Regions from separate parts of the Mus musculus genome. Here regions 2, 3 and 4 are each linked to region 1. Evidence: chromatin contacts called from public HiChIP or PLAC-seq and Micro-C data. All regions are on one chromosome and are shown on one strand. The core of a region is the stretch at or near the end of the contact, and the rest is flanking DNA. Distances in the headings are between cores, read along the strand shown. Region 1 holds the start of Apbb2 (amyloid beta (A4) precursor protein-binding, family B, member 2). Region 2 overlaps Rbm47 (RNA binding motif protein 47). Region 3 holds the start of Bend4 (BEN domain containing 4). Region 4 holds the start of 4930480C01Rik (a long non-coding RNA gene).

What was found. Hi-C and Micro-C count contacts between places; a contact is called where the count stands out from the background. HiChIP or PLAC-seq counts read pairs in DNA pulled down with a chosen protein or histone mark.
Region 2: a Micro-C map of embryonic stem cells shows a contact between it and region 1, with 2.5 times the contacts expected there. The contact joins the enhancer-like site here to the promoter of Apbb2 in region 1. A contact is called at or near these places in 2 of 39 promoter capture datasets (the C10 cell line and hippocampal neurons), 1 of 484 Hi-C or Micro-C datasets (embryonic stem cells) and 3 of 115 datasets of contacts at active chromatin or transcription factors (astrocytes, embryonic hindbrain and extraembryonic endoderm stem cells).
Region 3: a Micro-C map of embryonic stem cells shows a contact between it and region 1, with 9 times the contacts expected there. The contact joins the promoter of Bend4 here to the promoter of Apbb2 in region 1. A contact is called at or near these places in 1 of 39 promoter capture datasets (hippocampal neurons), 1 of 484 Hi-C or Micro-C datasets (embryonic stem cells) and 1 of 115 datasets of contacts at active chromatin or transcription factors (memory CD8 T cells).
Region 4: an H3K4me3 HiChIP or PLAC-seq map of bone marrow-derived macrophages shows a contact between it and region 1, with 4 times the contacts expected there. The contact joins the promoter of 4930480C01Rik here to the promoter of Apbb2 in region 1. A contact is called at or near these places in 1 of 39 promoter capture datasets (embryonic stem cells), 1 of 484 Hi-C or Micro-C datasets (embryonic stem cells) and 2 of 115 datasets of contacts at active chromatin or transcription factors (bone marrow-derived macrophages and embryonic stem cells).

Annotation. Positions count from the first base shown.
Region 1 is chr5:66,617,546-66,620,284 of GRCm38.p6, forward strand. Apbb2 (amyloid beta (A4) precursor protein-binding, family B, member 2) reads right to left here and starts at 1,272. Exons shown (of 17, transcript NM_001201413.1): 1 at 1,023-1,272.
Region 2 is chr5:66,076,246-66,078,945 of GRCm38.p6, forward strand. The region is part of intron 3 of Rbm47 (RNA binding motif protein 47); the gene reads right to left. Among named protein-coding and RNA genes, the nearest start is that of Gm40310, 67 kb to the left of the region's middle. Within about 2 kb of position 1,421, at least 85 of the 459 cell types and tissues checked have an H3K27ac peak or open chromatin away from gene starts, as enhancers often do. A contact at or near this core is called in embryonic stem cells, where this site is marked.
Region 3 is chr5:67,426,408-67,429,107 of GRCm38.p6, forward strand. It overlaps Bend4 (BEN domain containing 4), which reads right to left and starts at 1,392. Exons shown (of 5, transcript NM_001164806.1): 1 at 659-1,392. The coding sequence starts at 1,172.
Region 4 is chr5:65,949,982-65,952,681 of GRCm38.p6, forward strand. It overlaps 4930480C01Rik (a long non-coding RNA gene), which reads left to right and starts at 1,362. Exons shown (of 2, transcript XR_376988.3): 1 at 1,362-1,478; 2 at 1,897-2,226. It also overlaps a transcript of Chrna9 not described here.

The DNA of each region.
Region 1 (2,739 bases), core at 22-2,521:
CTGAGCACAAAGCAAAGTCAGGGACAAGACTTTTTAAAACTGCTCCCTCTAAGAGCCCTCTGGGCTTCAGACACTGACCTAATTCTCTCTTCATGTGAGCCCTCTCAAATCACTCAGTCCATCCCCAAGCGATCAGAACAGTCGTGGCTGTGCAGAATCTTGCTACAAAACGGTCCCAATTCTTCATCTGATTTCTCCAGCTTTTTTTTTTCTTTATGCCCCACACTCCCTTGGCCTTTGGGGCCTGACCTCCTGTTTTCAGACCTCTCCATCAATGGAGAGACTACCTATCATTGTTTCTACGGGACTCCCGCATCCTCCCTCCGCCCAGCTAGTTTTCGTCGCACAAATGTCATTTCTGGCGTCTGAGCCACCATTCCTCCCAGGGAGCAGCAGTGGGGCGTTCGGGACCCCGATGACCGGCTTCCCTGATCCGGCCCTCGGCACACAGCCATTTTCTAGTTAAAAACGCTCTCGGCGTTGCAGAGGGGACAGGAACTTTGCCCTCTCCTCCTTTCTGCAGAGCTGGGTTCTCTGCACCCCGGGAGACGCTGGCCAGGTCTCTGAGTCTCCCGCAAGAGCGCGCCGCCCGGCAGGCAGGCCGGCCCCAGGGCAAGGGGGCGTGCGCTACCGGTCGCCCGCGCCCACCCGCACTTTGCCCTCCGCAGTCTCCGCCCGGGCACAGCCCTGCGACCCGGTGTCCTCGCCCGGCCCTGCCGAACCCCAGCTCTGGGTGGGAGTGAGGGAGTAATGGGAGTGACGGAGCGAGCCCGCAGCCAGAGCGCCGGCCCTGCAGCGCGGGCGCGGGGCGAGCGGGACTCCGCAGCGGACGCCTGCTGCAGATGCGACGGCAGCTGCTGCAGCTGGGGCTGCGGCTGGGCGACCGGCGGTGACCGCCAGAAACCGAGCAGCAGCCGCGAGGGCACAAGCAGCCAAGCTCGCCGGCTGCCCGGCACCCCCGGCGCACTCCGGGCCATCCCTCGGATCCCCGGGCTGAAGGCATGGAAGGAAGCGGGGCTCACCAGCGCTGCGCGGCGTTCGATCGGCTCCGGACCCGGCTCCCAGGTCTCGCAGTCCGCTGAGCACCCGGATCAGCTGCGGGCTGCAGCACGCGAGCTTCCTACTTAGAGCAGCACTGGCTCCGGCGACTGAGCATGCCCAGTGCGGCTCCGCGAGGCCCGCGCAGGGAGCAGCGGCAGCGAGATTCCACTTCTCCAGGCTTTGGCGGCGGCTGCGCGAGGAAAGGCTTGGAGGGGCCTGGCGGAGCCGGGCGAACCCAGCAAGGCGGGGCCGGGGGCGGAGGCCGCGGCGGAAGGGGGCGGGCCGCGCTCCCAGGGCGACCCCTGCAGGTGGAGGCGGCCGAGCTGCGGCACAGCAGGGAGGCAAGGGGCGCCAGGGTGACACCCAGAGGCTGGGGGTTGCGGGGCAGCCCGGGTATCCCCTCCAGGTGGCCTAGCGTCTGTCTGCACCAAAAGGCAGTTTGGGAAACTCTTCTCTCACGCGTCTGCGTTCCTGTAGAATGGAAAAATACCCCAAGATGAGAGCTGTCCACAGCCTTCCAGGCTAACTGAATGTTAAAAGGTGAAACTTTCTCCTGCCTTCTGCCTCCTTCATCCCCCATGGCTAGACATATGCCACACAGGAACATTCCTGCCCTGGAAAATCACAGCGAGATAACGCCATGCAAGAAATATGCCTGCGAACAAGGAAAAGCATTATCTACTTGCTACCTGTTCGTTAGGCATTAAGTGGATTTACTGCAGGCACCTGGAAGTCCTTGATTTGTTTCTCCATCAAGCCAAGGGGTGTTAAACTGATGCCTAAGTCAGACTCATCTGGGAAGGTTGCTGAAGCAGCATGCTAGGCGCGTTTCCAGGGGTTGGATGAGTCGTTGTGCCGTGCTGCACAAGCGCCTGTAAGTATCAAATCCCAGGTACTGATGCGGTTGCCATCCGAGGACTAGTCATGGGGACTCTGCTATACACAGACCATGCTACCTACCATCTCCTCTAGAAAGGTAATTCTGAAAATAATTATAACTACTAAGTAATGGCTCTTTGACAACGCACTCCTCAATCAGATAATAAACTCAGACTCATCCTCCCTACAGTGAAGATGGGCATTATTCCTTTTTTTCTTCACACAGCATGAGTTTATTGAGGTTCCACAAGATCCCCTTACTAAGACCTGTAAGCAAATCGCAGCCCCTGCCTTCATGTTTACAGCCCAGCAGTAACTGACGTCCATTGAATAGTTTCTATGAAATGCCATTTCTGCCATCTCCATACACAAGGTGTTGACATGTAAAAGTGTTGGGTTATCAGGAATGGAGAGAACGCCGTGTGTTGGTGGTCTCTTGTAATCTATAGCCTCTTCTATAATCAATATTTCCCTCAGACTCCGCGGAAGGCCAATAGTACTGCTACAGAAAAATCTCCATAAATCTATGCAGGTTCACTCTTGGAACTGAACCTCTGCATCCCAAGACTGGCCCAACGAATCCTGCGAACCATGAAGAGTCAAAAACCAGGGTTCAAATGCCAACTTGGGAAAAGCAAACTGTAGAGGGCCTTGAGACACAGGCTACTGTGTCCTTCAAGCCCAGACAGAGGAGGAAATGAACCCAAGCCCACCCTGCGAATCCTTCATCGCGGCGATCTCAGCAGGCTACCACACCAACTTGCACCTTGATCTCCCAGCCCGCCAACGTCCAGAGCCTACCCTACCACCCGATTCTCC
Region 2 (2,700 bases), core at 171-2,670, 540 kb before region 1:
AAGACTAAAGCTAATGGTAGACATGGAGTTTATTTGAGAAAGGAGTTTTTTAAAAGATGTGTTGAATTATAAATTGTGTTTACAGGTGTGTTGGGGGTGTGGGGGTTGCACCAGTGTCAAGGTGCCTACGGAGGCCAGAAGAGGATGCCCTGGAGCTGGCACTACAGGTTGTGGTGAGCACCCATGAAAGGGTACCAACTAAACTCGGGAAAAGAACCACTGACCAATCTCTCCAGGCCAAGAAAGTGGGGGGGTGGGGGTGGGTTCTTTTCTTTTTTCTTTTCTTTTTAACTGTACAATTACAAGATGTTGCCGCTGTGGTTGTCCATAAAGTTAAAGATATTCAAGGCCAGCTGGTGATTTTTTTTTTTAAAGTAGTGTCCTATGAAAGGCTCTCTACCAGTAGTGAGGAAAACGAACTCTGACTGCACAGAAAGCAGGAACCCTTGCTCTTTCTAGAAGCGATGTGAGATATTCAGTTGAGACACTCTCAGGGTAGTTTCACGGATGCCCCTGGGGAGAGAGTGGACCATGCAGCCATCGGGCCTCACTGACAAGATCTCACACACACAGCTCCGTCACACACCAAGGCCAAGTTTAGAACAGAGTCCCTCTCATTCACAGCTAGGAGGAAGTACTGTGAAGACACACGCTGTCTTTTATTATTCCGAGAAGGGACCTTCTGGACAAGACGTGCAGCTTTTTTCCCCAGAACGTTCCTTTCCCTGAACTCCTCTTCCCAAGGTGTCCCCTTGAGCCTGAGCCCCGTTGTAAGGACTTCCTCTGGTTCTATTTAAAACAGGGACCTTTGACTCCCAGGAAATCAGTAACTCAGCCTTAATTCACTTAGCTCTCTTACGATGACAGTTATTCTTTATCCAAGCATAGCAAAGCTTGAACTTAGGAAAAAACTTGAAGGCTGCTGAATACGGGGCTGAGAATCTCTGTAGTTAGTGAGGAAGAATCAGTTTCGAGCAAGGGCTGGTGACATGACTCAGTCAACCCTGAGATCAAGTCCTTGGACCCCTGTGGAGGAAGAAGTGAACCTATTCAAATTGCCCTCTGAGCTTTACACACACAGGTGCTGGGGCATGTGTCTGCCCCCCCCCCCCCCCCGAAATAAATGAATACAGTAAAAAAAAAAAATCTCAAAGAAAAAAATCATAAGTAAAACAAACAAGTTAGAGCCCAGAAAGTCTTATCTTCAAAACAGATGAATTACAAAAGAGAGAAAGCTCAAGCCAATGGCTGGCTTTCTAACAGAGGATCGCCTCTTCCCGGTACTCTGTAAGGCTGACTGGGGCTGGGGTGTACAGCTCAGAAGCCGTCCCTTGCCAAGCACGAAGGAAGCCCTGATTCAACTGTTAGCACTGAAACGAGTGAGGGAGAGACTCTTAGGAAATCGCGGTGGCAGAGCCCCAACAGCCTTCTCTAGAACAAGATTGCTCCCTAGTGTGGTAAATGCTTTTCACCTTGAGTCAGGCTCCACTGTAACCTGGCAAAGCTTCTCGGGCCGGGCTCCTCATACAAGACAGCTGCAGTTGCTCCTGAGACAACTGCTTCCGTTAAATAAATGGCTCACGCAGAGTGCTTAGCAAACACACTCCCTCAAAGTGGTCCTCCCTCTGCCCTCTCAGGTGATAACATTTCTATCCCACCCTTTGTGAGGTCACCCAACTTTGTGAAGAGCTGACACACGGAGGCATGACTTTTTTTAAGCTCACGCTCATAGTTTTAACTCCTGAAATAATTTTTTTTTTTAAAATGTGGTCTATTCCTACAAAGCAAAACTAGGCAGCAAAGGAGCTAATAAATTAGAGCCTGGGCAAATATCACAGATATAAGCGCCAAGAGAGTAACACCAGAAGTGTATAGACTGCAAGACTCCGTATTTATTAAGATCCATGCCAGCCAAAGCTGGACTATGATGACAGATAATTGTTAACGCAGGACTGGGAGGAGGAAGCACAAGAAGTAATGTTGAAGAACTGAAAAATGGAACCAGGCAAAGGGCAAACACCTGGAGTCCCTGAATTGGGGACTGAGGAAGACTGCCACAGGTTCAAAGCCAGCCTGTGCACACAGTGAGACCCTCCCTCAAAACAATGCCATAAAAAGAACTGAGAGATGAGAACACATCCCAGAATGAGCTTTTAATAAACAGTTAAAGGATGGGTGGATGGACAGATGGATAGATAGATGGATGGATAAGTGGAGGGATGGATAGGTCTGACAACCCAGAAATGTTAGTGAACGATAACAGACAATATTAAGTGGTGAGGGTTTAATGATGTTCTGATCTACAGATATAGCAACACACCACTGGGTGCTATGTTCCCTTAGCAGAATAACTGTAGGCTTCCCCCTAGTGACCTTGACCTATCTAGTCTCAGGTTCTTAACTACTTTTCCAGTGTGTGGTGTGGGTTCCATCTCATGGGGTGGGACTAAATACAATCAAAAGGTGGTTGGTTACTCATTCCTACAATCCCAGTACTTGGGAAGCTTAGGAGGGAGGGTCAATGGAGTTGGAAGTGAGCCTAGGCTGCCCAGCCATTTCTAGGCCAACTGGAGCTCGTTCAAAACAAACAAACTGATGGGTGTGGTATCACACACCTTTAATCCCATCATTTCAGAGGCAGAGGCAGGTGGGTCTCCGTGAGTTCGGGGCCAGTCTAATCTATACAGTAAACTCCAAGCG
Region 3 (2,700 bases), core at 142-2,641, 810 kb after region 1:
CCCTTGCCCACGCCAAAAAATCTTCACTCCCCACCCCACAACCCAGAGCAGCAGAACCGCGGATAAAGCTAGGGGGACTGTGCGCCATGGACACCGGAGCGCACAGAGAACAAGAAACCCAGAGACCCCAGGAGGAGCCCAAGTGGTCCAGGTCTGCCCTACTGGGGCCGGGATCTTCAAAGGTCAGCTCCCCCCACTCCCCCAGGCAAAGAACCTCCGAGAAGGACAAGTAGACCTCGGGCGGGCGGGCAGGCGGGAAAGGGAAGTGTGGCGTGGGGGAAAAAGTGAAGTGGCCGGGAATAAAATGGGCGTCTCCTCGGAGTGGCCTCAGCCCGCTGTCCCGGGGCCTGTCCCCTCCCCAGCTCCCCGCCCAGGGCCTGCTCTCTTCACAGGCTCTCCCGCTGCCCTCCCGGGTGCTCGCCAGGAGCCCGCACCCCACAGCCACCTGTTAAGGCGCGCGCGCCGTCGGAAGCTCGGGTCACCGCGGCGCCCCGGAATCTTCCAGAAGTTACTACTGCCCGAGCGTAGCACGCTCCCGAGGCCCACGGGGACCACGGGGACAGCGCGCACAGCCTCTCCGGACCCCCCGATTCCCACGCCCTCCCCCCCTCCACGCCACCTTCGGAGCTCCGCAAAGTTGCGGCCCGGGAGTCTGTACCTGCACTGAGCTCCAGGCTGGCGCCGTCGCTACCCGCGCCGCTGCTGCAAGCGCCGGTCGCCGGGCCAGGGCCGTACCTGACGACGGCGGCGAAGGACGACGACGACGAGGCGGCGGGGGCCGCGAGCGGCGGAGGCGGCGGCGGCGGTGGCGCCGGAGTCCTGGGATGGCCCGGGGGCGCGGCGGGTGTGCAGGACGGCGACGACGACGAGGCGGCGGCGGCGGCGGGGGCCCGGCCTGACCCGGCCGGGTAGGACGGCTGCGTCGGGAACGGCGGCGGCTCGCTGCTGCTGATGGGCACGGCGGCGAGCGAGGCGAAGGGCGGCGGCGGCGGCGGCGGCGGCAGCGGGGACGGCCGCGCGGGCGACAGCTCGAGCAGAGAGGGTCTGTCGTAGCGCTTGGCCAGCGCCGGCCGCCGGCTGGGGAACGTCTTGAGGACGCTGTAGGGGCCGCGCTGCTTGTAGATGCGGGGCGCGCTGGGCCCCTCCTCCGCCGCCTGCATCTCGGGCTCCATGCCGAGTCTGAGGCCCTGCCCGCCCCGCGCGCGGCTCCGGAGGTGGCTCGGCCGCCCGGCCGCCTGCTCTACCCCGGCGCGCGCCGGCGGGAAGGCGTGTGTCTGCGCCGTGGCCGCCGCCGCCGCCGCTGCCTGTCGCCGAGCCTGGCATCTCCGAGCCCCCGCGCGGGGGGCTGCCGCCCAGCGCTGATTGACAGCCCGCCTCGCCAATGCCTGGAGGGAGAAAGGAGGTAAGGAGCAAGTGTTTAGGGTAATATCTGCTAATGATGATGGGGGCGGGGCGGGGCCTGGGCCCGGGCGGCCCGCGCGATCGGCGCTTCGGACAGGGTCGTGGGGGGAGGTGGGGAGGGGGAGCCCGTGGCCCGAGGGGACCCGGTGGGGGAACGGAACCTGGAGGGCGTCCCGGTGGGGACAGGTGGAAGAGGTGGCGTCCCGGCTCTCTCGGCTGTGGACGTGAGGCGGCAGCGGTTGTCCGCAGGGTCCGAGCTTTGGAAAGGAGTTCCCGGCGCCCTCCTGCGTGACCTCCCAACTCTCGGAGTGCACGAAGGGGGTGGTACCTAGAAGTTAGGGCGGGGTCGCCAGAGTGCAAGGGTGGGACAGCAAGTTCTTCTAGAAGGAAGCTACACCTCCCTCCCCCCGCCCCCCTCCCGAAAAAGAACATCTCGAAGGACTTGGCACAGGCCGCTGGGAGGTTTGTCCTGCCTTAGGGTCTTGCTGTCCCAGGTCTGGCGGCCGAACCAGAAAGCACTCAGGGCCTAGTGCTTCCATACTGTTTCGCTTGTTCTCCATAGGGAGCTGGGCGAGAGAGCACAGAGGCGCCATCATTTCTTTCCATTCTACAGATTTGAAAACTGAGGCTCTGAAAGACCAGATTTGAAAACTGAGGCTCTGAAAGACTAAAGGGAAATATGCAAATTCACGCAGAGGAGTTTGTGAGTGAATTGCACGGTTACATATAGGTCTTCAGAATGTAAAATAGCTGGTAGACAGTGCAATTCAAGGGAACAAAATGATCCCACGGTTCCCTTTGGGATGGTGACTGCTTTGAACATTATTATATTATCTATGCATATACGTTGCAAGACCAAAGTGGCCTGGGATCACCCTTTCCTTGCGTTGCTCATACTACCCGGCACCACCGGGCTAAGGATTCAGTGATGAAGATCTCAGTAATTTGCCGAAGCTGCCCCGTAAGGTTCTTCAAACACAAGGAAGGGTTCCGGCCTCTGCCAGTCACTCCTTCCTGTCTCAAAGGGAGCATCCTCTAGTTAGGCCTACCCCAATCCCTGCATCCCCTCTTCCCAAGCTTGGGTTTCAACCTCGTTCATCATTATCCAGGTCCTTGATGAATGAAGCTCATCTCTCCAATCTGGAGTTGCTTTTTTATTCAGAGCTATCCTTCAGTCTTGGGAAAGTGACCCATTTTCTCCTGGGGGCCAGGACTTTGGCCTCTCATTTTCCAGATCTCTCCCATTGGAAGAGTTCCTCTCCCTTGCTGTTTCCAGAGTCTCTGCTCACCCACTCTGGA
Region 4 (2,700 bases), core at 112-2,611, 670 kb before region 1:
TCTTGCAGAATATTGGGGTTTGGTTTTCAGCACCCACATGATGGCTCACATCTGCCTATAACTTCAAGGGGCCCAACATCCTCTTTTGGCCTCTGAGGGCACCAGGAACACATATGGTTCACATACATGCACACAGGCAAACCACTAAAAAAAACCAAGAAAAGTAAAAATAAAGAGAAAATATCCCCAAGAGACAACAGTGGTTGTCTCTGATAATGAGATTATAGGAGACTTTTTGTGCCTCTAGATCGTTTGTTTTCATATTTTTCTTTTTTTTTTTTCTGGAATAAGCATGTATTATTTTGTGATGTGAAAGAAGAAAGGAGAGAGAGAGAGAGAGAAAACCATGCCATGCATGGCTGGCCTGAGTCACAAGCTGAATTCTCATGTTTAAATTAGTTTCAGAAACAAGGAGTGGTTTCTAGGCAACGGGCTTGGGAACTCATGGTCACTGCCATTGTTGCTACAGCGTGTGTGCGTGTCTTCGAGAAACTGCACTGGATGAATGCAGACCCGCTAAGGAGAAACAAGCTTTGCCACCCAGTTTTGGTCATGGGGACTTGAGTTACTGTGACCCTAGGGGCAGACAGTTGCCAACGATTTTTTTTTAATTTATTACTAATAAATGACTGAGTTAATGAGGATTGTCATAGGCGAGAAATCTGACAGAAATCTCAGTCATTTCAGAGGGTGTGGGAAACCGAGGGGGGGGGGGGAGCCAAAGCCAATGCCCCCACGCACACCACAATAGCTTTGCCGTGAACTCAGGCCGCCAGGGGCTGTGCCAGACAGATTGCATCTTAAGATGTGAAAAGATTGCTTCACAGTCTCTGTAGTCGTTTACTGTCATTACAGGCAATCCTGGGCAGCCAGGGGGCTTTTAATCGAGAGGAAACACTGAAAACTGGAACCAGGGCAATAAAAGCCTTGGCCCTCACTGTGGACTCTGAAGGGGGCGGAGCCAAGAACCTTATTGTTTCCAGGGCCCTTGTTCTTCCCCCAAGCGCCCACAGAAGGCGTTACTCAGCCCAGGAAGTGTATTCTGTTGACATTGACTACTATATTTTCAGCAAGAAAAGGCGAGTTTCTGAAAAAAATAGTGTCAGAGCTCGGCCCTCTTGTGGCAGAATCTCACATGGTCCAAGATGGCCTGGAACTCTATGTAGCTGGGGGATTGGGAGTGGGGGTGGGGCGATGGGGAGGGGGTGGGGGAAATGGGGGGTGGTGCTGGTCTTGGTTCACTTTATTGCTTCCTTACGCACCCATGATTCATATTCTTTCTCTTTCTCTCACTGTGTGATGTCACCTGCCATGTTATGACACAACACAAAGGCTCTCAGGAGATGCAGCTGCCTAAGATACTGGAACTGTGAGCTATATAACCTTCCTTTCTTTACAACGTATCCAGCCCTAAGTATTTTGTTACGGCAAATCAGACAAATAGAAGGACTAGTATTTACTCGGCCTTTTCTTATGAGGTAATTCTTCAGGACAGGCACGTTTTCATCTTTGTACTCTGGGCTTATCGTACATAGGCTGACCCTACATAGGTTTGTGCTTATCCACTACTCTTCTTGTTTTTTTGTCAGTGATGGGGGCTTCCGTATGGTAGGCAAACACTGTATGACTGAGCTACATCTCCATGTCTCACGGTCTTGAGTGACAAATGCAGCCTGCTTCAGTTTGAATGTGGTTTGAGTGTTCCCTTAAAGGTTTATGCTGGAAGCTACGCCCCCTAGTGGGCCAGTAAAGGATGACATAGAACATTTGAGAGTAGTGCAGTGGCCCGGAGATGGTCAGTGGTTTGTTAGGGGTAATTCACTTGGAGGGGATTCAGGGACTTTTCAGTGGTTTGTGGTGAAAGTCTAATTCTCTCTCTGGCTTCTTGTCTGGCAGTATGGTGGCCTCTGCCATGAGGTCTCTCTAGGACCCAACAGATACTGACACATGCCCTTGAATCTCTAGAGACTCGTGATCTCTGCCTCCTGTGACATCCCAGCCTGGGGCTCCATGGACTCCCTCTTTTCCTAACCTCTCATCGGGAAGATAAATCAACCCCATTCCCCTGTGGTCTACTCCCTCGGCAATACTTAACTCGTTTACCACAGCTTAGCTTACAAGTGTGCCTTTTTTTTTTCCAGACAGTCCACAAACGCACTGATAAAGCAAATATTCTCTTATGAGCCCTGTGCTCTGCTTTCAATAAATGTGTTCAGTACAGATTGAGTAGCGAGAGTTTTGTTGTTGTTTGTATAGGCAGGCTCTTGCCATGCAGCCCAGGCTGGTCTAAAACTCACGATCCCCCTGCCTCAGCCTCTCAAATACTGGGGTTACAGGCCTCTGCCACTAAGTTTGGGTTAGTCTTTAAATTCTTACAGAACTGACTTCCTAGTGTCTGTTCACACTGTAAACGTCTCTAGCCACCTCTCCTTGGCCAAACATTTATTCTTATTTAAAAAGGGTCACCACAATCCTTGATTCCTGTGGTGTTGCAGTTTGAGGTAGGTAAACCTGGAATCTTCTGCCCAGGAGCTTACAGTCTTGTGCATATATTGACTTGGCTGTTTTTCTGGATTTGGATCTAGGGTGGAGCCCACATCTGTTTAGCTTCTTCCATTCTGCCTGGAACCTGCCAGCTCCGAGGCCAAGCAGGGATCTGCTCTGACAAGCTGCGTGTGATGCTGGTGGGAACAAGTACCT